Linked DNA regions of Mus musculus: regions 1, 2, 3, 4, 6 and 7 are each linked to region 5. Evidence: chromatin contacts called from public HiChIP or PLAC-seq and promoter capture Hi-C data. All regions are on one chromosome and are shown on one strand. The core of a region is the stretch at or near the end of the contact, and the rest is flanking DNA. Distances in the headings are between cores, read along the strand shown. Region 1 holds the start of Wrn (Werner syndrome RecQ like helicase). Region 2 has its middle 28 kb from the start of Gm34419. Region 3 overlaps Tnks (tankyrase, TRF1-interacting ankyrin-related ADP-ribose polymerase). Region 4 overlaps Tnks (tankyrase, TRF1-interacting ankyrin-related ADP-ribose polymerase). Region 5 holds the start of Leprotl1 (leptin receptor overlapping transcript-like 1). Region 6 holds the start of Tnks (tankyrase, TRF1-interacting ankyrin-related ADP-ribose polymerase). Region 7 overlaps Tnks (tankyrase, TRF1-interacting ankyrin-related ADP-ribose polymerase).

Region 1 (3,032 bases), core at 95-2,594, 760 kb after region 5:
TATAGTCCGTTTTGAGGACACTGTGAGGATGCTCTTCTGACCCCACTGACACCGGTGGGGAGGGTGCAGAGTGCTTCTGCCGCCTCCTGGAGACTTGCTCTTTGCTCTGGCCATGCTCCTGTCTGTGGCCTTTCAGGCCCAGATGGGCATAGTGCTCGATGAAGTCGCCTAGACAGTCCTTCAGCTCTGCTGCTACCGACAGGGAGAGGGTCAGTTTACTCTTTCTGATATTGTCCTGCCGGCCTCTCCCTATCCAGACTTCGGCTATCTTTAGGAAGCGGCCCCGGGAGCTCTGCTTCACGTCTAGGTAAAACCTCTTTTTCTGGATGTCCACACGTTTGGAGGCTAGCTCCTGGATTTCGGATGTGCCCCCAGACTGATTAGGGGTGGCTGACGCGGAGTAGTGGGGGTAGTGAGAATGCTGGGCCTGGGGATAGAGTCTACTCTTGCTTAGGCCAGGGCCCCCTACATTCTTGCCTCCGCGGCCACGGCCGCCGCCGCTGCCGCCGCCTCCCCTTCGCCTGGCTCTTTCCATCTTCAGCTGCAAGTGACAAACAGACACACGGGGTGGGATGGGGGAGGGGTGTTGAGAACAATCGCAGACGCCCCTGGGTCCGCACTGCCCCCGCTGCCGCCGCCCGGAACCCCTACTCTGGCCCGGCTCTCGCGCTCCGGCCTCGGCCGGCTCCGCACCGCGCACACAGCATCCCCTCTGCCGCCCCAGGCCTCCCGCTCCGATTCCCGTACGCTGCCAGCCGCCCAGCTCCGGCTCGGCAGCCCCGGGGGTCCCAGCCAGCCGACACTCACATCATCTCCGTCACCGATGCCCTTCACGACCACCGCCGCCGCCGCCGCCAGCTCTCGGCCCCTCCGCCGCCGCCCCCCGCCTCCTTCCCCGCCGCCGCCGCCGCCGCCGCGCGCTCTGCCCCCCGCCGGAGCAGCGGGGCAGGGGCATCGCCTGCGGCGCCCACCGCCGCCGCCGCGCCTCCTGCGGCCGCTGCCTGGATTCGGGCACCGGCCCGACGCCGCGGGGAGGGCGGGAGGGAGGCGGGGAGCTGCCTGAGGGGCCGGGCTTGGGACCCCGCCTCCCCAGCCGCGCTAGCGGAAAGACGGGGGACTCGGGCTCTGCCTCCGGGCGCGCCCTGACGGCAGACAGCGCGCGGGGACCCGGCGTGCGAGAGAGCCGGCAGGAGAGGTGGCGGGAGGGTTGTGATTTCCCGCGACTCACCCGCACCTGCGTTGAGACTACATTTCCCAGCGTGCCCAGCGGCCGTCAGCTCTGAGCATGCGTGCTGCGCGGGGTGGCTGCGGTGGGTGGGAGGGCGGCGCGGCTGGGAGAGGTTGGGCGGGGCCGCGGGCGGAGTGCAGGGAAGGGCAGTCGCCAGACCAGAAGTGCACCGAGGCGCCCGTTGGTATAAAGTTAGTAAATGTGAGGCCTCTCTCGATGCCTGGGTCCTGGGCTTTGGTTCTCAGTCCTCCATAAATCATCCTGCTGGAGGAGAAGACCCTTAGATCTGGCTCTTCTCAGGGTAACGTGCCTTCCCCGCTTTTGCCTCTCCCCTTTGCGTACCCTGGGCTATATCTACGCATCTCGGACGCTTGTTTCTCTCTCCCACGAGGCTTTCTCTTGGGGTTGTGTTGGGGAGATTCTTGGAAAGGGAGCCTTGCCTCCTTTCTCCTTCAGATCCCCTGGAAAGGGGCCTCGGAGCCACAGGCCTCCTCTGGTCCCGTCAGTGGGCTTTCCCGCCTCTTCCGCCCCAGCTGCTGTTTATAGCGCTTCGGAGGCAGAGGTAACTGAGTCCGGGGAGGCAACCGACTTTCCACTACTGAGCAAATTGTTTTGGACCTCTTAAGGTTAAGTCATTGTACTAATGAGCATTTGGTCTTGTTGAATATGACTCGTTCTCCCATAGACCTGATATGTAAAAACCTGGAGAGCAAAAAACTCTTTAGGATGCTAATCCAGAGTCCCCAAATAACAAATTTCAGCCTTATTTTTCCCTTTGGTTTTATTGAGACCCGGCTTCTCTTCTGTAGCCCCTCACACTTTTAGCCCAGGCTGTCCTCGAACTCAAGAGAGTACGGCCTACCCTGTCATGCCCTCTTGATCTTTTATTAGAGATTGTATGCAAAGCCTGCGGCGTATAGGGCAGTTTGGTACTCGATGTCGTTGTATACTAGTTGTCCCCTGTGTCTCCTCTTGCTTTGAGGATGGAACCCCAGACTGGGACCACTCACCTGCTTGATACAGCGCTCTTCAATTGAATGGCATCCCAGCTCTGCTAATTCAGCATATAATTGTTGAGCGCTGCTGAGATAACAAAATGAATGAAACAGAAAATTTACCCATTTTTGAGCTCACAATTTAGCGGAAAGAGATACACAAAATGCCAAGTGCAGTATTGACAAAGTGAAAATGAAAGAAAGACGGGTGAGGGCCAGTGGGTGTTGGGAGGTACAATTCCCAATAGGTCCTCACTGTGAAGGAAGTGTCTATGGGACAGGAAAGAAAGTGCAAGCCTGAAGGAGGCTGCTTGGAGTAAGAGTAACCTAGAAAGGCCTTTAGGGTAGAGAAAAGGGGCCTGCTCTTAGAGATCAGAGAGATTATGCAGGATTCATGACTATGTTAGGAATCTGGTGTGTCATCCTGAAGTGTTGGGAAGCTCTGGTCGAGTTTTCAGGGAAACACACACACACACACACACACACACACACACACACACACACACTATAATTTGCCAGTTTAATAATTTTAAGTACAGTTCAGTGATAATAAATTACACTCTGCATGTGCAAATGTCGCCGCTATCTACTGCTACCACGTTCTTTGTTGTTGATTTGGGTTCTTGTTTGTCTGTTTTTGGATGCTGGGCATTGCCCATGCTATAAATACCTATTCTTTTACTGCGCACACCCTAGCCCTACTTCCAGAACTTGCTCTTCATCCTAAGCAGAGACTCTGCAGCCATAAAGCAATAACTCTATGGCCTCCTCTTCCCAGGCCCCAGAAATTTTTGTAATATTTCACTTCT
Region 2 (2,974 bases), core at 468-2,967, 980 kb before region 5:
TTATGGTCTTGAAGTCAGGGCTGTGCCCTGGCTAGGAGAGAATGTGGAGGGAAGGTTCTGGGTCCTGGGACATCTGCTGACCTACCTCCCGGTCTGATGCTCGCTACACAGGTGTGTGCTCCTGCTGTAAACATTCCTTGAGCTCAAGGCGGTGTAATCTCTGTGCATTGCTGACGTTAGGGGCCTAAGACCCCATGCAATTAAAAAAAATCCACATGTAGCTTTTGACTTCCTATCTAGCTGGCCAGAGGCTTTTACTGACGACACAACCAGGTCTTTCACATTTATTTTGTATGCCGTGTAAGTACTTAGACCCAGTGCAAGACATGGAGAGCATCAAGGGGTCACTTCTTACTGCCATGTGCTTTACTTAAGAGAGATGAACTGCTAAGGCAGAACAATCAGTGTAACAGGGCAGATGTTTGGTACCTACCCTGGAGCTTACCGCAGTGACAGCAGGAAATGATAATGGAGCTATTGCAGATGCTCACTGCTGAGTGTTAGATCTGAGTTAGCCCCATTAGCTCTATCCAGGGAAGGCTTAGTTCTTAGCCTGAGGTGCTACTGGAGGTGGAAAATAACTTTAGGAGGAGAGGCCTAGCATGAAGAAGTTAGTGTTGATGTTTTAGCCTCTTCCTGTTTCTGTCTTAGCTCCTTGGTCACATTGGGTGAAGAGATCTGTGGCCCATGATCCCGCTATGATATACAATGCACCCAGCAGGCAGAGAGAAACAGAGCCAAAACACTGAAACCTCAGAATTGAGGGAATATCAGCCTTCCTTTCCTTGTATTGATTAGCTCATGTGTTTTGTTACAGTTATGGAAAGCTGACTGAGACACCTATGTAGTAGTTTATGCAGTATAATTAATACCCTGTTATTTCCGTGTGCTTGTATTCCCCTCAACTGCAAATGGCACCAAGTATAATCTGTGTTTGTCTGTTTATGTCTTGAATAAAACTTAGCTTTTTTATAATATCCTCATGTCTTTTATGAGAGTCAATAATATAATTATGATCATCTACATATATGTGTTAGTGACATAACTAGATTTTTATTAATATATACACAAACCTCTAGGCTTCATAGACAAGTTTTTTTGTTGTTCTTTGTTTTTATTTTTATTGTCACACTTCTCAAAAACAAACAAACAAACAAATCTGTAATTCATACTAACAAGACCTGCCAAGTTCCTGCCTGTGTTGATTAAAGGTCAGCTGGACACGTCAGATTTTACTGAAGTTCATTTTAACAGAGCCTTGGGTCCCTCACACACTGACAGAGCATTGCCACTGTCCTGGTCCTTTAGGAGGGAATTGTGTGCCTTTTGTGGGCCCAGGACATGAGGTCAGGATGGGAAACAACTTAAAGGACAGCTAGCTGCAAAGCCTCATGGGAGAAGGCGCAGCACAGAGAGACCTGAATGCAGGGCAGGTGAGAGCAGAAACATCTCGGAGGGGAGCCTGGGCAACAAGGGCCAAATTAACACAGAGTAAAAGTTGGGCTTTCGGGGGAGGATTTTCTGAGATTACAACGGATAGAGTAGAAAAAAGAAATTGCTTTGGCAGAGTCATTTCAGCATTGCAAATGCACAGAAGACGAACTTGGGGAGGGAATGCGAGTTCACCGAGAGCAAATGCAAATCAGGACTGGCTGGCTTCGCGCTCATTTGCATCTGAATCCGCGGATCGTTTCCTGAGAGACAGGAAGTGCAGAACGTTCTGTCACCTTGCCCAGCCGACAATGCTGATGTTGCTGCTGTCACCAGCCGCCTGTTAACAGTATTACCAACTTTGAAAACTAGGGGAAGTGACTATGTACTCCGCACAGACAGGATCTGCTGTACTTTTTGGCTGAACTGACGGGACCCTTTGCTAACCAGACGCCATTTTTTTTTTTTTTTGAGCTCCAACCTATGGCTCTAATTACTGTCATTGTGCACACAGAACCAGAGGCATATGTCCTGCTCCTCACAAAAGATAAAAGCAGGAGGAAGGGAGGCCAATGTTGGGTGTGGGAGTCGGCAAGGAAAAGTGGGGTAGGAAAAGTTTGCTTGCTCCAAAGGAACGCTGAGACTTATGGGTGTTTGTTTGTGTGTTTATGTTATCATTACCCTTGTCACCTTCCCATGATCAATCCCAACGCACCAGGCACTGCTTAGTGAACTGTAGGACAACTCTAATTATTTTAAGGATATTGTAAAGCGGAGGTTCAGAAATATTGAATAATTTACCCAAGGACACACAGCCAATGTATGAGAGACTGGGGTTCTATTTCATGATTCCGAAATCATCTCCACCCACTTACTCATTTACTTCGTACGCCGTTTAGCTGTCTCCAGAGCAATGACAATTTAGAAGAGATTGATCTACTAGGAAATGAATCCAAAGGCAAGAAAATCAAGGTGAAAAGGCAGTGACATTTCCAGGAAGGACAAAGAGACAAGAGGAAGGTTTGGACTATTCCATGCAGAGATCTCAGCATGCTGGTTGCGATTGTTTGGATGGGGTTTATACCTGGACGATTTATTCCTGGAAAATGTGGTTGCTAGTGTGGCAATGCTAAGAAGCGGCAGACCCTCAGGAGACAGAGCCCAGAGTAAGGCCTTCGGGGAACCGATGCTATTCTTGTGGAGTGAGTCCTTGTGGGGAGACTTGTTTTCTACCCTGCCCTGTGATTTCTTCCTCTTGCATGTCCTTCTGCCATGATACCATCTACCATACATAGTGTGATGCCATAGGAGGCCCTTGCCAGAATTGATGTCGTGCTATTTGGACCAGGTCAAGCAATGGAAAGAGAGAGAGAATTTGGTGCCAAAGTATGATGAGCAGGGTTGACTGCCAATGGGAAAGAGGATCCATGAACCAAGTCTCCAGAGGCAGATGTACTGTGAAGTAAGGTTGCAGGGCCTCGTTTCTAAAGACCCTTTACAAAGAAAGGCCTATGGCATACACTGATAATGTACCCATATGGCC
Region 3 (3,260 bases), core at 664-3,163, 770 kb before region 5:
ATGACCGCAGAAGGTCTGCAGATCTTTCTGTGTCTTCCCAAGTATGGCTTGTTTTAATACTGCAAGTGTGAAATTGCCCCAGATCTAAGGGGAGAGGTGTGAATGCTAACCTTCAGACAGCTATCCATTGTAGCAAAGCCATGGTCTTGATGGCTTATGCATCACAGAAAGAATGGCTTTATAAACAATATGACTCAGTACTTAGTAATATGAAGATCACCTTCCAAATTTCAAAAGAGTGTATGGGCTTCAGTGTAGAACTTGAGAATTACTAGTAGTGGCTCAAAGCCACTACTGGATGTTTTAAAGTGCTCGCGTATGGGTGGGGTCAGAGGGTATCCAGAGTTGCTTGTCAGGAGTGTGCTTGAGCGCGTGAGAGTGCTTGTGCTTTTGGATTCCAGAGAGGCCCCATTGAGTGTTTTCCTCAGTCACTCTCCACTGCACGTTTTGAGGCAGAGCCTCTCACTGAGCCTTTTCCTCAGTTACTCTCCACTGCACGTTTTGAGGCAGAGCCTCTCACTGAGCCCGGGATACTCTGATTTGGCTAGACTATGGCCAGCTAGTCCCAGGGATCTTTCTGTTCCACTTCCCTAGCTCTGTGTGACAGATGGATGCTGAGGATCAGAACCTGGCTCTTCATGCTTATGTAACAAGCATTTCACCAGCAGAGCCACCATTTCAGCCCTAAAACTCTTATGTAAGATGTAAGTTTCCCTCATCTAAATAAAATGCGTGAGACCTAAGTGCTTTGGCGTTCAGACCCACCCCACCTGAGGAGTTGGAATATTTGCATATATATAGCATGAGATGTTTTGAGGTTGGAATCCAGGCCTCAATGCGAGATTTATTTGTGTTTCACATATACCATGGTAAGCATACAGTCTACCAAATGAGCTACATTCTTAGCCCTCTCATTGGTTAAATCCCATGTATGTTAATGAGAGTTCTAAAATGGAAGAGTATTAGTTTAAATTTGGTTGCTTAGTGTATATTTCGCTAAAGAATGAAAATTTTTATTGCTTAGGGAAAAAAAAAACAAGCAGTGGCCAATGAGCTGGCTCAGTGGGTAAAGACACATGTCACCAGGCCTCAGGACCTGAATTTAATCCCTGGGATCAACATGTAGAAGTGATTGTCCTCTTACTTCTACATTGTGTCCCCACCCCCAGTAAATGTAGAAAAAAGTGATTCAGTATACACTTAAGTGTTCCCCTATCATGGTGTCAGAGGTGGCTATGTAGGTGCTCAGAGGATTCACTTTCCTCACCTTGAATTTCAGGTTTTTGACTAAAGATGCCTAACCTGTTCACTGTTTAAATATCAGATGGGTAGTAGCACTCCCGTGGTCTCTGGGGCTCTGCTCTTACACAGCAGTGGTTTAGTTGGCATTAGACACTTCCCAAATGCCATATCCATATTTTATCTACTGCCCACTCACTTATAGGAGGGTCTGAATCTTAAGGAGTCTCTGTAGTTTTTATGAAATACCTTTGTTACATGAATTTCAGTGATTGGGTTTTTAGTTCTAGAAATTTGATGGAGGATCATAATACAGGATAGAGTTCTTTTTTGTAGCATGGCTGCAAGAGCTGGCGTTGCACGCATTACTGTGTCTGTTAAACTTCTGGAAACAAGCCAGTGTGTCTATGGTGAGTTTCATATGTGAGCACTGAGCCACTAAAAGCCTTGCACAGGGTTACAACTCTTCTGAGAGAGGACGTGTTGGAGATTCAGCAGCGAAGCAGCAGCAGCAGCAGCAGCAGCAACAAGCAGTCACAGTGGTAGTAAAGGCAGGGCAGCTTCAGCTAGCACAGCTCACAGAGCGAGGCAGGGAACACGCACACAGCTCCCATACTGCTTCCTTGGGAGGCAAAGCAGGACCGTCCGGGGCAAGCTTCTAGTTTCATGGTTATGATGTCAAGTCATGTGATAATACTGTACCATAAGTTGCCAACTTTGCTTTACTCTAGAGAAGATCCTTTGCTGCAGTGCTTTTGTTCCCCTTTTTCTTTCATTTTTCTTTTCTTGAAAGAGAAAAAATTGTGCAATGTATGTTTATGCCTACACCATGCCGAGGCGACACTTAGCAGTAAATAATCTCTGTATCCCCGAGGTAAGATACTGTTTGTGCTTTCCCTGCACAGTGCTGCTGCAGCACGGAGCCGATCCAAACATCCGGAACACCGATGGGAAATCAGCTCTGGACCTGGCAGATCCTTCAGCAAAAGCTGTCCTCACAGGTAAGGAGCCAGCGCTAGGAGGCTGATTTTATAAGATTTTCATGCACTGAATATTTTTCCACTAATGAAGCTAAGAAAATACTAAAAATCTTATTGATTGGATGTGCATCTTATTAATTGTGTTGAGATATATACCTATATATGTATATATCATATAGATTGATATATCTTAATTTTACTGCTTATAGCACTGAGAATTACAGCATTACATCATAGTGTTTCTCATATTTTGTCAGTTTTATGGCTTACATCACAGTTTTCCTCTACCTCCTCTTCTCGGCTGGTTTTTTAAAGCCCTTCACTGTTGAGCAGACAAGGGCATTTGTGTTACTGTAAAAGTAGTTTTCATTGGGAAGACAACCTGCTGCCTTATCCCTGGGGTCAACAGCTACACTTGGGTGCTCTCCTCACCCACTTTTATATATTTCATTATATCTTTGTACTTTTTACCCTGATAGCCAAGTTTTTTAGATTGGGGTAATATATTGTCTTTCTACTTCTGTAATGCAGATTTGGGGCTTATTAATTTTATAAAAGTAAATGCCAAGAACCATCACAGAGGAGACCCTGAGGGTAGAGAGCACCCTTCGTCATGGTCGGCAAGATTATGTTTAACGGCTAGATTTTGAGCTGCTGTTCTCATTGATCTTCGTTCTCAGTGCTGCATTGGCTCTGTTTGGTTTTGTTCTCAGCATACCGGTCCTGCTGCCTTTGCCCTCCTTTACTCTGTGATGTGGAGCCTCCTAGTCACTGCACTGCTAACAGTGCTGTTATAGATTGTGTAGAAGAGAGCTTTAACTGTGTTTAAGTTATCAATCTGCTGTGCACTCTTAATAGAGATTGTGAAGTGAATAGAAGGCATTTATGTACAGAAAGCTTTAAAAATATATGGAATTTTGCTTAATTACTCTACGTGGAACGACAACTTCCCACTGTGCTAAAATTAATATAATCACTGCTAAATCAGAGTAATCTGATATTTCTCAATTAATTAAAGATGAAATGAGTTGCTACATGAGG
Region 4 (3,386 bases), core at 867-3,366, 740 kb before region 5:
ACAGGATGTCAGCTGTCAGAGCCTGCTATCTCATCCCCATGCCCTGGGTGCTGCAGTGAAGCATAAGTGGGAATAGTTATGTAGTCAGTAAGCTGGAAGATGCTTAAATACAGTGATTTTGCAACCCTCCTTTAAAAAACATCCAATGTTTTCTCAGCACGTTCAAACTTAGTCCTTTCATGCAGTCTGTCTCATTGTCCTGCAGGTGTCACTGGGCTGTCCAGAAAGAGCCAGCACTTCTTGTCTTCCCTCAGGCCTTTCCTTCTCTCTCTCAGTCCTTACCTGAAAGCTTCTTTCTTCTTTAAAACGTCTTTAAAAACTGCTTTAGTCTCTCTCTCCCAGAAAGGCTTCCTTAGCCCCAGTTAGCCTGTTAGTAATCCCATTTAGACTAGCCAATAAGCACATAATAGTATTTCATAGGATTTCCTCACAATCTACTGTAATCATTTGCTTACTTCTTTTTCTGCTTTAATAGGATAATCTTCCTTGAAGTCAGAGGTGACAGTGTTGTCTTTGAACATGGCATGCATATACATATATATATGTGTATACACACACACACACACACACACACACACACACACACACACACACCTTTTGAATACATGAGTGGCTTTATAGATGTATTCCATAATTTGCATTATTTAGATTGTAATTATTCGGGCTTTTTAAGTTTTAATTTTGACTTTATAAAATGACATTCCTAGTATGTTTAATTTCCATACCGCTGTTAGAAAATGTTTAATAAAGGTAAGTTTTTAACTCTTAACCATTTTTTGCCCTGAAGATACAATTTGATTTTTGTGCAGTTATTTATTAAACAATTGAACTACAATTTATAGGAAATTGAAAAGACTAATTTTGTGATTCTGAAATTGTTCAGATTACTATATGGAATTGGGGGTACATAGAACTGACTTTATTAGTATAAGATTCCCTTAATAACTTCTACATTTGAAAACATGTGATGATAGCTTCTAGATTTTAGCCTAGTTCCAATTCAAGACACAAGCGATATAATATTCATTAATAGTAGATTATAGGAGTTAAGCAGCTGCTCCTTGGTATCTTTGTAGAGTTTGTGTTGAAATAGCTCAATTTTACATCAAAATACAAAGAAAGATATAACTGCAAATCTTAAAGTTTTTTTAAAAGTATTTTAAAGTAATTTACAGTAACTTTTATTTGATCTAAAGTCTTCTTTTTCTAATATATACCTGCTATTTTTCACAGAAGGCCATATTAAGACAATTTGTATAATCATTTCTTTAATGATATTACCAGCACAGTTATTGCATTAAAGCAATCACAATCACAGTCCTGGCTGTTGTTTTTGTTTATCGAAGGAGCAAACACAGTGTTGTTATCATTAAGGCTCCTCATCCTTCATTTGCGCTAGCGAAAGAAACTTGGGTGCTCTAAGGAATCTGTTATGGGAGACTTCTAAGTTCTGTTCTCACTGATATGTTTTGAAAAATCCATTGTGGAAAAAAAGAAGAGAATAAAATTCCCCATGCCGTAACAATTAGTTACTTGTTTATTTCCAGAGACCCTACTTACTAAGGTTTACTGTTGGTAAAGGGTAGTACACCAAGCAGAAAGGGTAACAGCGCAGGCTAGGTTAGGTTATCGCTGCCCGTTAAGACTATGCTCTCGGCTTTGGTTTTGGAGCACTGCCTCCAAGAGGCGCCTAGCATTTGGTACGTAGTTCACGTATTTCTAGTCTACAGACCTTCCCTATCAAGGCAAATAGCATCCGTGGTTTCATATTTACTGTGTGGTTTTTTTTTTTCCTGCTATAAAGCTCAATGGTGGTAATTAATTAAAAAAAACTTTCTGTGGCATTACAAATAAAACAGGTTTTTTTGAAGGCTAGTAATTTGTACCGTTAAAGAGCCACGTTATTTTGCTTTTGTCTCAGAATGTATTATGCTTCACAAGTATACTGTGACAGCCTGAATACAAACCGGGGGGAAGGGACATTGTCTTGAGCTGGCGTGCCGTTATCAGAGGGAATGTGTTCCTGGACTCGAGGTTTAGCATTCATTGGCTGTCTGAAGAAAGCTATTTCATCTGAGGATTGGACAAGAAGCTGCGTCAATTTACTGCCCGTCTCCAAGGCACTGGTGATGCTGCCTTCACTAGCTGGCTAACGTCACGGCTCCATCACCCAGCGGGGTGTGGACTCTCTTTTCTGTTCTTCTCTGTTTAATTCTCTATTTGCTGCCTACTGCATTTCTTAATCTGTCTTCTGCCAAATGCTAACAGCATGATATTTTGCAATCATCTAGGTGAATACAAAAAAGACGAACTCCTAGAAGCTGCTAGGTAAGTGATTCCATTCATTTTAAGTAAGTATAATGCATTTAGGGAGAAACGGGTGTGTGTGTGGGGGGGGGCAGGTAGAAGAGTGTAAAGATTTATAATGTGTTCTTTTCTTGCTTGGGTTTTAAGAGATAGTGTGGGTAAGATCTATTAAGTCTTTGTGTACTTCATTTTACATTGTTAGTGGACGTAATGACAGAATCCTTCACTATACTGAGCACTGTAAAGCTAATTTTATTTTGTAACGTATCTTGAGGTACTACCTGCAAACCTTTCAAAAGATATTCTTATTCTTGGAGTGTTTATATGCCTATATCTGTATTTTGCTTTGACGATTTTCTTTTCCTAGCCACGCTTGAAGGAGAGACATAAAGTAAATGCTAAAATTCATTCTCAGCTATTTTGTTGTTGTTTGTGGTGGTAGTAGTAATGGTCATTTATAATCTAATTGATTACCTCTTTATAGAATTTGTATTTTTAAATTCTAACATTTTAGATCATTTCTAAGTGAAGTTTGTAATTAAAATGACTATGTAGATACATTTTTAAATGTGGAATGCTACATTACTCATGATACCATACCACCACATAATTAACAGGAATTATGTTAACTGAAATGAATATTATAGACATGCATTGTGATCCACATTTAAACTCTAAAGCAAAAGCCTTGTTGTTTTCCACTATAAAAGAACTATAAATATTTATAAGAAGCTCTATAGCTTTACAGAAATTAACTTGCTGCCTTTTTATAGGAGTGGTAATGAAGAAAAACTAATGGCTTTACTGACTCCTCTAAATGTGAATTGCCATGCAAGTGATGGACGAAAGGTAAGTTATTTAAAATGCCACCTCTTCTAGTAATTTCTTCTTGCTTTACCATGAAATTTTGCTTGGTATGGTCTGTGTACATGTGTATACTTAGATATTTGTAGCTGTTTTTCCTGGCATCTTTGCACTGTAGAGTGAACTGCTCTTCCCTCTTCCTGGTGGCTGTGAAGATTCATGGAGCTAGGGAAGCCTGGGTCCTAAGTGAGCGCTCCTCCGCTGTCAGACACTCG
Region 5 (3,145 bases), core at 3-2,502:
TCCCATGTCTTCTATTTCCTAGATATTTCTAGGATAGAGGTTGTCTCTGCCTTCTTAGATTCAACAGAGGAGACCTACATATTAGCAGCTGTAAGGCCTATTAAAGGGGAGAGTGTATTTTACAGGCTGTATTTTACAGGCTTAGCAAGGTTCCGAATAAAGGAAAACACAACCGGCTAGGTCTGGGAGCCCATAAGGCATTTTAACAAAAGGCAATACGCTGTGGGAAAGCAACTAAATGGAAGAAATTTGGGCTTTCAGGGGAAAACTAAGGGAGATAAAGGCTATTTCTGTAACATTTCTACAAACTCCAATTGCGGCTGCTTACAGAGACATCTGTCTCTTCCTCAGAAATGAAAATATTTACACATGGGAAATTTTGTGTTGCAAATATCTTCTCATGTAACACAGGAAAGGAAGTTCCGGCTACCTTTACAAGGAGAAACTTAAATCGGTCTGATTTTGTACAGAAAAGGAGCGCAGCCAATTCCCCTTCTATGTCTCTCTCTTTTTTAAAATTGATTTCAGCTACAGTCATCTTTCCGCCGCCCCAGTGGTATATTTTGGAGTGCAGATGGATCCCTCTTGCTATCCATTATCTTCGTCGCACTTTTGTTCTCTTTTGAGTATTTTCTCTTTCTAGTCTGCAAACAACCCGAGGGCAGAAACTACACCTGGTTTTGTTCATCCCAACGCCTACCCGGTTCCCCAGCATATGCTATGTGGGAAGCTTACATAAATATATAGGATCTCTGCGGGGCGCCCCCCCCCCCACTTCCCCATCCTTTTTGTCACCAAGACTGAAAAGCTCTCCGACTCCCAAGAGGAAGCATCTTTATGTTCACATTATGACTCGTTGACTCCCTGCGGGGGTGGAGGGGACCTCATGGGATCTGTGTTAGGAACCCAAGGAGAGAAGCAGAGACCACCCATCTCACGTGTCACAGACTGGGTGGTGGGAGGAGAAATGGGCTCGCGGGGCAGAAAGTGAGGCGATCCCGCAAAGACATCGCCCGCATCTTCACGAGCTCCGCACGCTCTCTTCTCGAGACCGCGGGGACTCCGGGCCGGAGCTGCCCCGCACGTCCCCAGCTGGCCCCCCTCAGCCGCGGAAGGAAGGACGCCGGCCCGGCCCGGCCCGGCCTCGCGCGCCCCCACGCCCCCGCGCGAGCCGCCGGCGGAAGTGCAGCGGGGTGCACTTCCGGGTGTTGTCTGGCCGCCGCCGCCGCCGCGCGTCTCGGGTCTCCCGGCCACCGCCCGGGTCGTGGAGCCAGGAGCGACGTCACCGCCATGGCGGGCATCAAAGGTGGGCCTGGGCCGCGGGGCCGGGGCCGTAGGGATGGGGCGGGGCGGCGTGGGGACGACCCAGCCGGGCTCCTCCGGCGGTGGCGCTCCGCCCCTGGACCAGAACGGGGCAACCCGGCCACCGACGCGGTCTGCGCGAGTTTGCACCCAGAGACATTGAGGGCTGCGATCGGGAGGAATGCCCGGCACGGCAAACCAGTGTGGTTTCCCACCCGAGGCACGAACGCGCCCGTCTCCCAAACCCGGGCTCTGCATCCGCTCCCGGGATCGCGGTGCACAGGCTTTCCCTGCCTCTTAAATCGAATGCATCTTTGGTGTTTTTAAGGTGCAGTAGAGCCCGGATGCTAACCCAGAGTGCTCCTGGCTTCCTTTCCCCCACAAGTGCACGTTGACACTTTGTAGTTGTGATTTTTTTTTTTTTTTAAGAAGAAAGGTAACGAACACCTTGATGAAAGGTTACTTGTCTATTGGTGTGTTTTCTTCAGAGAGAACGGGATGTTGCATTCTTTGAAGACAGGGAACTTGGCTCAGTAGTAGTCTTGCCCCTGGGGTTAGAAGCAAAGTTTTGTATTTACTTATCAGCGGATCACTTTGATTTCCTGACCTGCTTTGTAGAAGAGATAACCTAGTTGGAAGTAAAAACAGTTGGATAGTGGTGCTTCCACCTCGCTGGTAAGGGCGACTTTGGCTGAGCTTTTTCCCTGGTTCACGTTTTTTCTGGTGTCTTGTTTATTTTCGGTGCCTAAAAAAAAAAAAGATGTTATTTCTCGTATAGAACCTTGTCATCTGAGCAACTAGGACACTTTCGGATCTCTTTTTGAGCTATAATAGACCCTTTCAAGTTCTAACGTGGATGGAAGTTACTGTAAAGTGCTGTTCTTTTTAGGATGTTGCCTGCGTTTCTCTACCCACCTGCGGTGTCATTAATGAGGGACTCTTTAAAAAAAGAAAACAGTTTTTATGGTTCTCCAAATCTGGATAATGTTAATCCTGGTGACAGTGACTGGGGGGGGGGGTAATTTTACTTTTTAAAGATTTCAGTGCCTTTTAAAGTTACAGGTTGCTTATCAAGATATTTCTTCCTGTTGGCCTTTAGATTGCCCTTAAGTAAGGAGTATTGCTGTAAAGACCATTACATATTTCTTGAGCCAGTTGCCTGCTACTCTGTGATACATTATATTTTCTGCTAACTCCCAGGCCGGGGAACTTGACCCCTTCACCTCTGTCTTTGTAGTCCATCTTTAGAGAATTTTTGCTAGGTAATTGGGCTGTTCCATCCCTGGCCCAGAGGCTTTGGAAGTAGAAACCACACTCCTCTCTGTTTCATTTTCCGAGTGTTGCATCAGTCAATTACTGTATGAATCCTTACCTTACTGGTGTGTCACTTAAGACACCGTTGATATAAAATAAGCCACCTAGCTGCCAGTGTCATAAGACTGGAGAGACGTTACTGGTTTGGGGAGCATTGTGGAGCAGTTTGTTTACGTGTGTCAGCTTTTATCTGTGATGACTTAAGAGATGAGATGTCACATGCAGATGGCTTTGAACGTCTTTTAAATACTGAGTATCGAATGCATGGAAATATGACCCTAGGGTATCTCCATTCCCCAAACACTTCTACAGGGCTTGTTTTTTCATATGTGAGTACTTGAAAGGAATTGGATCTTGTATAAATAAATGCATCGGTAATTTTATGGGCTGGAGAGATGGCTCAGCAGTTAACAGAAGAGATGAGCTCAGATCCAAGATCCGAGCATCCCTACCCAGCAGCTCACAAAAGCCTGCACCTCCAGCCCATAGTTACCTCATCGACACACAGACAGACACACACCTCCATAAT
Region 6 (3,344 bases), core at 751-3,250, 820 kb before region 5:
CTTTTGATTCAGATCTTGAGGCACAGTGACCATGCAAAGCTTAGGCCCAGACAGGAGTTGCTTTAATCCCAGGAGACTGAGGCAAGGAGATCTGATTTCAAGGCCAGCTTGGGACTGTGAGCTCCAAATCCAGGCATGGTGGTACACACATCTGGGCCATACCTTCTGCTGAAGCCTATATAAGGACATTAGAAGAAAGAAGACTCACTCTTCTTCGCATGCTTGCACTTACTGGCCAGCATATCCATTGGAACCTACTTCTTCGGGGGAGTCCAGTGTAAACAGAAGACCAGCTAAAACAGCTAACCTTGTGGGACTGAGCAACTACTAGACGCTTGGACTTCCCATTCACAGCTGCCCATTGTTGGGTTAGTTGGACTACAGACTGTAAGTCATTACAATAAATTCCCTTATATAGAGACATTCCATAAGTTCTGTGACTCTAGAGAACCCAGACTAATACACAGAGTGAGAAAACTTACAGGGAAAACTCTCACCAGACTATGAGAGTTTGTGCAGCCGATTGCCACGAACGCCAAGGAGCAGAGACAGGACAGATTTTTGAACTGCTCTTTTCAAAGTGTCTGTAATCTGAGAGGACAGGATTAACATTTTAGAGACTTGCTTTACCTGTTGTCTCTGCGCTAGCAAAGCAGAAGAAAGAAGTCAGTCATTCCAGAGTACGGCCACGTCTCTCATGTCATGTGGTCTGCTCAGTCTCCGAGATTCTCGTCTGGTGCTCCCCCTCCCCCACCCCGCTCCCCCATTGCTCATTCCTGTCCCTTCTTATTCTCTGTCTAGTTAGGTTTGCATACTCCCAATGCCAGTGAGTCTTGCATGCCTCTCAGAGCATCCTTAGTCAGATTTAACTCTGAAGAGACAAACCAAGCGGTGTGTCCTCCTGACCCACTAGCATAGTTGCGGCCATTTTGTTCCATGCTTGCCAGCTATTTCATATTGTTGCTGTAATATGCCTACCAGCCTTTGACATAGAAAAATAGTTTGACTCAGAGAAGGGTCATGCTGGTCACATCCCCTGTTATGTTCTGTATGTCCTGAGGTTTGTTAATCTTAAGGAATTCCACAAAGCTTTACATAGGGCCCATCAAATTAAAGGTCATTATGAACTGTTATGTCAAAAATGGCTTAAATCAGACCTGATCACCTGGCAGAACTTCCTGCACCTGAGAAAGATCTCATTGTCGTTTGTGTGTGTGTGTTTTCCTTTATAAGCTGACAGAAAAAGATAATGTAGTTCAGATAATTCTGAGCTATGTCCATGATCTAATCAGTATTAGGGTATAAATTCAATAATCCGACTCTCAGACCCCAACACTGAGCTATTGACAGTGTGTATGTGCATGGATTCCTTTCTCCGGTATTAAGTACAAATGCTCTTAGAGAATAAAGTTCCCTTATCCTTCCCTCCTGTCCCGTGTCAGAATGAGACGTAAGAGACAGTACAAAGAGACAGTAAGGTGGAGAGATATCTAACACTGCATTTAAAAATATTCCCAATGTGCTAATTATAATTATTCTTCAGAGCGTTTGTATGCATTAGCTCACTTCATTCCTGCAAACAACTTTGTGAGGTGGGTACTATTAATTCCATTTTCGGACGAGGACGTTTGGTAGATGTTTGCATAAGTTACACTTTAATAGCTTCTTCTGAAGGGAGACACCGCAGACTGACGGGTACCCGAGGGAAGACTGAAGCCGACCGAAGCAATCCCGCAGAAAGTGAAGGAAGGCAGAAGTTTCTCAGACAGGTAGTGGCTCACCACAACTTTCAAATCTGCCCAGCCAGCCCGCCAGGGCGTCACAAAAGCCCGTCGCTCCACTACTAAGCCACGCCCCCAGGCTGGTTGTTCTCTGAGCTTCCAATACTTCCCTTCTTCTCTCGGACTCCACCCACTTCGGCAGGAATCATTTCCGGGTATGTTGGATCCCGATTGGTCCAGAATCCGGAAGTGAGGGCGGGCGGTGGCGCCGTTGCCGCAGTGACAGTACGGGGGAGTGGGAAGATGGCGGCGTCGCGTCGCTCTCAGCATCATCACCACCATCATCAGCAACAGCTCCAGCCCGCCCCAGGGGCTTCGGCTCCGCCACCGCCACCTCCCCCGCCGCTCAGCCCGGGCTTGGCCCCGGGACCCACCCCTGCCTCGCCTACGGCCGGCGGCCTGGCGCCCTTCGCCTCCCCGCGGCACGGCCTGGCGCTGCCGGAGGGGGATGGCAGCCGGGACCCGCCCGACAGGCCGCGATCTCCCGACCCGGTGGACGGCGCCGTCTGCACCGTGGCTGCTCCGGCCGCGGTCCCGGCAGCTTCCGCCGCCGTCGGGGTCGCTCCCACCCCAGCCGGCGGCGGCGGCGGCGGCGGGAACAACTCCGCGTCGTCCGCTTCTTCCCCGACTTCGTCTTCGTCTTCCTCCCCGTCCTCCCCTGGCTCGAGCTTAGCGGAGAGTCCCGAGGCGGCCGGAGTTGGCTCCACGGCAACTTTGGGAGCCGGGGCGGCGGGCCTCGGCCCGGGGGTCCCAGCCGTGAGTGGGGCCCTGCGGGAGCTGCTCGAGGCCTGTCGGAATGGGGACGTGTCCCGGGTGAAGAGGTTGGTGGACGCCGCGAACGTGAATGCCAAGGACATGGCCGGCCGAAAGTCTTCTCCCCTGCACTTCGCAGCAGGTCTGTCTGGGACTTGAGAATTGTGGTTTACGGGGTTCGGAGCGGAGGGTGGGTGATTGGACCCAGGACAAAGAAGTTACAGGTTGTTAGCAGGACTTCACCCCGAGAGCTGAAGTTTTTAGTGCATGGGTGGTGGGGACTTGGAAGCGGGGACGAGGTGTGAATTCACCCCTCAGTGTTTGCAACCGTGGTACTTCAACTTATGCAAACTCTGTGTAGCGGTCAACCCTGGATGTGGGCATGCTTAAAACTTTTTCAGTTCAGAGTGTGCCTGCCTGGGACAAGTTGCATTTGAGTCGCTTTAGGGACAGCTTTGTCGTTCGTGAGACAGTTTTGTTTTTGTTTTTGTTTTCGGCACGGTTTTGTCCCCGGAGGACAGACAGTCCCGGGCCAAAAGAAGTGTACGGTAACTCAACAAGTGTTTTAAGAATCTCTCATATTCTTAAGATACACAACGCAAGACAATGGGGTTTGTGAAACGTCACGTTTTCTATGAAGTCGACTGTCTGTTTGGAGAGACTACAGCGGGCCAGTCGGAGACAGTAGTGATAAGGGTATTGTGTGCCTTATGATAAGGGGCAGAGAGAGACAGAGAGCGAGAGAGAGAGCGAGAGCGAGGGCGCAGCTTTGAGGTCCATTGTGTATTTACCTTGTCTCTCAGCTCATTT
Region 7 (3,391 bases), core at 349-2,848, 800 kb before region 5:
GAACGCCCCAGTGTGATTTCTTTTATCACCATTTTCCAAACTTTGCTTTTTAAAAATGCTGTCACCTTCGATGTAATTGTGCACTTGGCCCTCTGGTCCGATTGCAGTATTTCCCCTTGATATATCCCTCTACTTTTGGCTAGCGCTGCAGTGGGAAATCCTGTCTTCATATTCACAGCAGCAAAGGAGACACAGTGCTGGTGTTGAGTGTAGGCCTTCTCTGGTCCATCGCCTGCCTAGGCAGGATAATTACCTTCTGCTGTTGAGCTAATCTTTTTGCGTTGGAATTTAACCATCTTTTTTTCTTGGGACAGTTTATTTTTACTCCCTGTTTCTTACCTTTTTTGTTTCTGGTAGTTTCTCTGTTGGGTTTGGAGAAAGCACTCCTTTAGTTCTCTGTACTTTAGCATTCTCTCCCTCTCTCTACCTCTCTCCCTCTCTCTCCCCCTCTCCCTCCCCAAACCAGGTTCTATAAGATAGAATAATTTTCAGCTAGGGTCTGCTTTTGACAAATGAGAAATCAACAGGGAAATATACTCCTTTGTGACTTTTGATGAACCAATCAGAAGCTAGTTTATCTTCTAAGGATTAAAAGCTAATATAGTTACAATGAAAGCTAGAAGAGGAAGCAATAACGTTAAATATAAAATATTTGTCATTGGATGGTATATTACAGAGTAATCAGAAACTTCTAACTAGGTGTCTGTGCTTTGTTGTGTATTAGATGAGGTAAACCAGTTGGTACATAGAAGACAAGTAAGGTGGAGGTTCTTTCCGCAGTTCCCAGTACAGATGTTCACAACAGCATACACATTTCTTCCGTAAAATACAGTAAACCCAAATACCTAAAAACATGTCAGAAGAAGAAAGTGGACAGAATGAGAGTGAAGGCATGGTGGTGGAGCTGTCGTGAGATAAACAGCAGCTGCCTTCCACACATCAGCCAGGATGCACATGATTCAGAATGAACTTAGAGTTAGAAGTTCCTCCATGTCTGGACCCTCTGGAGTAGGCAGTGATGTTAGGGAGCCACTGAATACCCTGGGGAGAAAAGTGTTTAAAAGCTCTACAGTTATTGTTCAAAAGCTTCTGTGTTGCTAATTTTTGTGAACGTGACACAGGCATATCTGGGAGGAGAGGGACTCTAGGTTTAGGAGTTTTCTCCATCAGATTGGCTCGTGTGCAAGTCTGTGAGGCAATTTTTTGATTACTGATGGATGTGGGAGAACCCCAGCCCACTGTGGGTGGAGCCATTCCTGGGTAGTTGATGGTAATTCTTATAAGAAACAGGGCTGTTGGGCTGGTGAGATAGCTCAGTGGTTAAGAGCATCAACTTCCCAAGGTCCTGAGTCCAAATCCCAGCAACCACATGGTTGCTCACAACCATCCGTAATGAGAGCTGACTCCTTCTTCAGGAGTGTCTGAAGACAGCTACAGTGTACTTACATATAATAAATAAATAAATCTTTAAAAAAAAAAGAAAGAAAAAGAAACGGGGCTGAGCAAGCCATGCAAAGGGGACAGACACCAGTAAGGAGGGTTTCTTCTCCATGGGTCTTGGTTTCACTTCCTGTTTCCTGACTACTTCCCTTCATGTTGGACTGTGAAGTGGGAAGCCACACAAACCCTTTGATCCCCAAGCTGCCTTTGGTGGTGTTTGATCCCAGCAGTAGAGAGCCAATGAGGCCAGTCTTGTGGCTGGAATTACGTAAACAGTAGATCACTGATACCTTCCCTTCTAAGGTATCTCGTGGATCCTCTGTCACTAAAAGCCCGTTTATCTTTTATGTCAGTGTTCTTGACAATTTCAAGCTTACTTTACTCTTTGTCTTTTGGGTGTTCTTGGATCTTACAATACTTACAGAAAAATTAAAAAATGACATGTAATATGAACTTTGCTATTGTGATCCAGTGCTCGTTGCTTTGTTGGTAGTCAGGTTAGGAAGAAAATGCCTTCTTAGTCTGTTGTTTGCTACTGTTTATAAAATATTTCAGTTTATATTACACCAAACGCCTTTGGGTTTTCTTTTTTGATAACATTGTTCATGTTACCGTTAAGGTTTAAGGTTGTTTCTTGCAGATTTTAATTGTAGGCAAGCTTAAAATGTTAAATGTTAAGTGGAATGACTTTTCCTGGTTTTTTAGCTCAGACCTGGGGAATAAATACCCGTGGCCCTACATCTTGTACTGAAACACTTCAAAGGGCCTTAATTATAATACTTTAAAATCAGTTCTTTAAGAATGTTGCTAAGTGTATTTAGTTAGGCCTTGTACTTTGAATTTAGTTTTTCCTTAAAGTACATTTTTTGTTTTCTTTAAATATGTGAAATGACATTATTTACCAGCAAACATGTGCTGAAATTTACAAATCATCTTACACTCTACTTACATTCTACTGCTCCTGGACAGGGGTAGCTCAATTTTATATCAGAATAGTGAAACCAGAGAGAGCTGGCCATGTGTCCAGTCTGCTGTTCTGGCACAATAGTACTGAGCAGTGGTAGAGGTCCTACAGTCTCGGTTCTGTCCCTCCCTCCCTCGACCATCACAACCCAACCCTTCCCATTATGAGAAGCAAGGCTCCTGGGGAGTTTGAAGGCTTGTTGCTTTGTTCCTGTTGGGACAGAAAAGACAATGATGGATTAGGTGACATCAGTCAGGTCAGGCCACTGGCATTCTGCGAGCCCAGGTAAGGAGCTTGCATTTGAGGAAGGGTCTATCCTGTGGTCTCTCTATGCTAGCTGATGTCAACAGCAGGCATGCGAAGATGAGGCCCAGAGGACTAGTAAGGTCGTTGGATGAGTGTCTAGCTGTTGGCTTACGTCTTTCCCACTTGGACCCTCACAGACCAAGGTGCTCACCCAGAATTTGGGACCCAGCTGTCCTTGCCTTCTAACTCTGTGCCAGATCTTTATTGTTAGACAGGAGAGCAGGAGTGTCCTTAACTAGTTGCCTCTGATTTTGTTCTTGATTCTTTACTTTTTATTGTGATTTGTGTGTGTGTGTGTGTGTGTGTGTGTCTGTCTGTCTGTCTGTCTGTTAGTCTGTCTGTGTGTGTCTGTGTGTTCATACGGAGGGCAGAGGTCCATGCTGGGTGTTCTGCAGTCACCTTCCATCTTAGTTTTTGAGACTGGGTCTCTTTGTTGAGCCTGTAGCTCCAGGGATCCCTCTGTCCCACACCAAGTTCCCAGCTTTCTTCTTTTTTCCTAACGTGGGTATGGGAGATTCAGATTGAGATCCTTATGTCTGCATACCGAGCACTTGAACAGACCGGATCATTTTCCTAGCTCCTTAGTGTTTTTAAAAGAGGATCTCTTTATGTAGCATAGGCTGGCCTACAAACATTGCTCAGTCTCCCTCCAGCATTGTGGGATTAGAGGCATGTGCTGCC

Evidence for each region. Promoter capture Hi-C pulls out the DNA fragments that hold promoters and counts their contacts. HiChIP or PLAC-seq counts read pairs in DNA pulled down with a chosen protein or histone mark.
Region 1: a contact with region 5 is called in a promoter capture Hi-C map of fetal liver, with 2.9 times the contacts expected there. The contact joins the promoter of Wrn here to the promoter of Leprotl1 in region 5. A contact is called at or near these places in 4 of 39 promoter capture datasets (erythroid cells, fetal liver, neutrophils and 1 more), 3 of 484 Hi-C or Micro-C datasets (the HL-1 cell line, the HPC-7 cell line and muscle stem cells), 3 of 115 datasets of contacts at active chromatin or transcription factors (astrocytes, fibro-adipogenic progenitors and large pre-B cells) and 2 of 9 other capture datasets (adipose tissue and liver).
Region 2: an H3K4me3 HiChIP or PLAC-seq map of bone marrow-derived macrophages shows a contact between it and region 5, with 8 times the contacts expected there. The contact joins the enhancer-like site here to the promoter of Leprotl1 in region 5. A contact is called at or near these places in 2 of 39 promoter capture datasets (the C10 cell line and embryonic stem cells), 1 of 484 Hi-C or Micro-C datasets (B cells), 11 of 115 datasets of contacts at active chromatin or transcription factors (astrocytes, bone marrow-derived macrophages, double positive thymocytes and 5 more) and 3 of 9 other capture datasets (adipose tissue, embryonic stem cells and liver).
Region 3: a promoter capture Hi-C map of neutrophils shows a contact between it and region 5, with 4 times the contacts expected there. The contact joins the enhancer-like site here to the promoter of Leprotl1 in region 5. A contact is called at or near these places in 3 of 39 promoter capture datasets (the C10 cell line, embryonic stem cells and neutrophils), 12 of 115 datasets of contacts at active chromatin or transcription factors (bone marrow-derived macrophages, cardiomyocytes, embryonic forebrain and 5 more) and 3 of 9 other capture datasets (adipose tissue, embryonic stem cells and liver).
Region 4: an H3K4me3 HiChIP or PLAC-seq map of embryonic basal ganglia shows a contact between it and region 5, with 7 times the contacts expected there. The contact joins the enhancer-like site here to the promoter of Leprotl1 in region 5. A contact is called at or near these places in 5 of 39 promoter capture datasets (the 3T3-L1 cell line, embryonic stem cells, hematopoietic stem and progenitor cells and 2 more), 15 of 115 datasets of contacts at active chromatin or transcription factors (the 230-238 cell line, bone marrow-derived macrophages, cardiomyocytes and 10 more) and 2 of 9 other capture datasets (adipose tissue and liver).
Region 6: a contact with region 5 is called in an H3K27ac HiChIP or PLAC-seq map of thymic regulatory T cells, with 6 times the contacts expected there. The contact joins the promoter of Tnks here to the promoter of Leprotl1 in region 5. A contact is called at or near these places in 16 of 39 promoter capture datasets (the 3T3-L1 cell line, 3T3-L1-derived adipocytes, the C10 cell line and 9 more), 10 of 484 Hi-C or Micro-C datasets (CD4 T cells, the G1E-ER4 cell line, embryonic stem cells and 3 more), 21 of 115 datasets of contacts at active chromatin or transcription factors (the 230-238 cell line, the NIH/3T3 cell line, the SCID.adh cell line and 16 more) and 4 of 9 other capture datasets (adipose tissue, embryonic stem cells, liver and 1 more).
Region 7: an H3K27ac HiChIP or PLAC-seq map of acute myeloid leukemia shows a contact between it and region 5, with 4 times the contacts expected there. The contact joins the enhancer-like site here to the promoter of Leprotl1 in region 5. A contact is called at or near these places in 10 of 39 promoter capture datasets (the 3T3-L1 cell line, 3T3-L1-derived adipocytes, the C10 cell line and 6 more), 2 of 484 Hi-C or Micro-C datasets (both in the G1E-ER4 cell line), 11 of 115 datasets of contacts at active chromatin or transcription factors (the 230-238 cell line, the NIH/3T3 cell line, acute myeloid leukemia and 8 more) and 3 of 9 other capture datasets (adipose tissue, liver and pancreatic islet).

What each region holds. Positions count from the first base shown.
Region 1 is chr8:33,383,839-33,386,870 of GRCm38.p6, reverse strand. It overlaps Wrn (Werner syndrome RecQ like helicase), which reads left to right and starts at 1,344. Exons shown (of 34, transcript NM_011721.4): 1 at 1,344-1,529. Purg (purine-rich element binding protein G) reads right to left here and starts at 1,029. Exons shown (of 2, transcript NM_001382855.1): 1 at 808-1,029; 2 at 1-541. The coding sequence starts at 535.
Region 2 is chr8:35,122,239-35,125,212 of GRCm38.p6, reverse strand. No RefSeq gene overlaps it. Among named protein-coding and RNA genes, the nearest start is that of Gm34419, 28 kb to the right of the region's middle. Within about 2 kb of position 1,717, at least 100 of the 459 cell types and tissues checked have an H3K27ac peak or open chromatin away from gene starts, as enhancers often do. A contact at or near this core is called in bone marrow-derived macrophages, double positive thymocytes and embryonic stem cells, where this site is marked.
Region 3 is chr8:34,917,359-34,920,618 of GRCm38.p6, reverse strand. Tnks (tankyrase, TRF1-interacting ankyrin-related ADP-ribose polymerase) reads left to right here. Exons shown (of 27, transcript NM_175091.3): 3 at 2,145-2,240. Among named protein-coding and RNA genes, the nearest start is that of Tnks, 47 kb to the left of the region's middle. Within about 2 kb of position 1,913, at least 38 of the 459 cell types and tissues checked have an H3K27ac peak or open chromatin away from gene starts, as enhancers often do. A contact at or near this core is called in adipose tissue, bone marrow-derived macrophages and neutrophils, where this site is marked.
Region 4 is chr8:34,889,446-34,892,831 of GRCm38.p6, reverse strand. Tnks (tankyrase, TRF1-interacting ankyrin-related ADP-ribose polymerase) reads left to right here. Exons shown (of 27, transcript NM_175091.3): 4 at 2,292-2,328; 5 at 3,081-3,156. Among named protein-coding and RNA genes, the nearest start is that of Tnks, 75 kb to the left of the region's middle. Within about 2 kb of position 2,116, at least 71 of the 459 cell types and tissues checked have an H3K27ac peak or open chromatin away from gene starts, as enhancers often do. A contact at or near this core is called in embryonic basal ganglia, embryonic forebrain and forebrain, where this site is marked.
Region 5 is chr8:34,144,846-34,147,990 of GRCm38.p6, reverse strand. It overlaps Leprotl1 (leptin receptor overlapping transcript-like 1), which reads left to right and starts at 1,252. Exons shown (of 4, transcript NM_026609.2): 1 at 1,252-1,306. The coding sequence starts at 1,291.
Region 6 is chr8:34,964,346-34,967,689 of GRCm38.p6, reverse strand. It overlaps Tnks (tankyrase, TRF1-interacting ankyrin-related ADP-ribose polymerase), which reads left to right and starts at 2,000. Exons shown (of 27, transcript NM_175091.3): 1 at 2,000-2,676. The coding sequence starts at 2,025.
Region 7 is chr8:34,943,503-34,946,893 of GRCm38.p6, reverse strand. All of the region lies in intron 1 of Tnks (tankyrase, TRF1-interacting ankyrin-related ADP-ribose polymerase), which reads left to right. Among named protein-coding and RNA genes, the nearest start is that of Tnks, 20 kb to the left of the region's middle. Within about 2 kb of position 1,598, at least 55 of the 459 cell types and tissues checked have an H3K27ac peak or open chromatin away from gene starts, as enhancers often do. A contact at or near this core is called in the 230-238 cell line, acute myeloid leukemia, bone marrow-derived macrophages and 1 more, where this site is marked.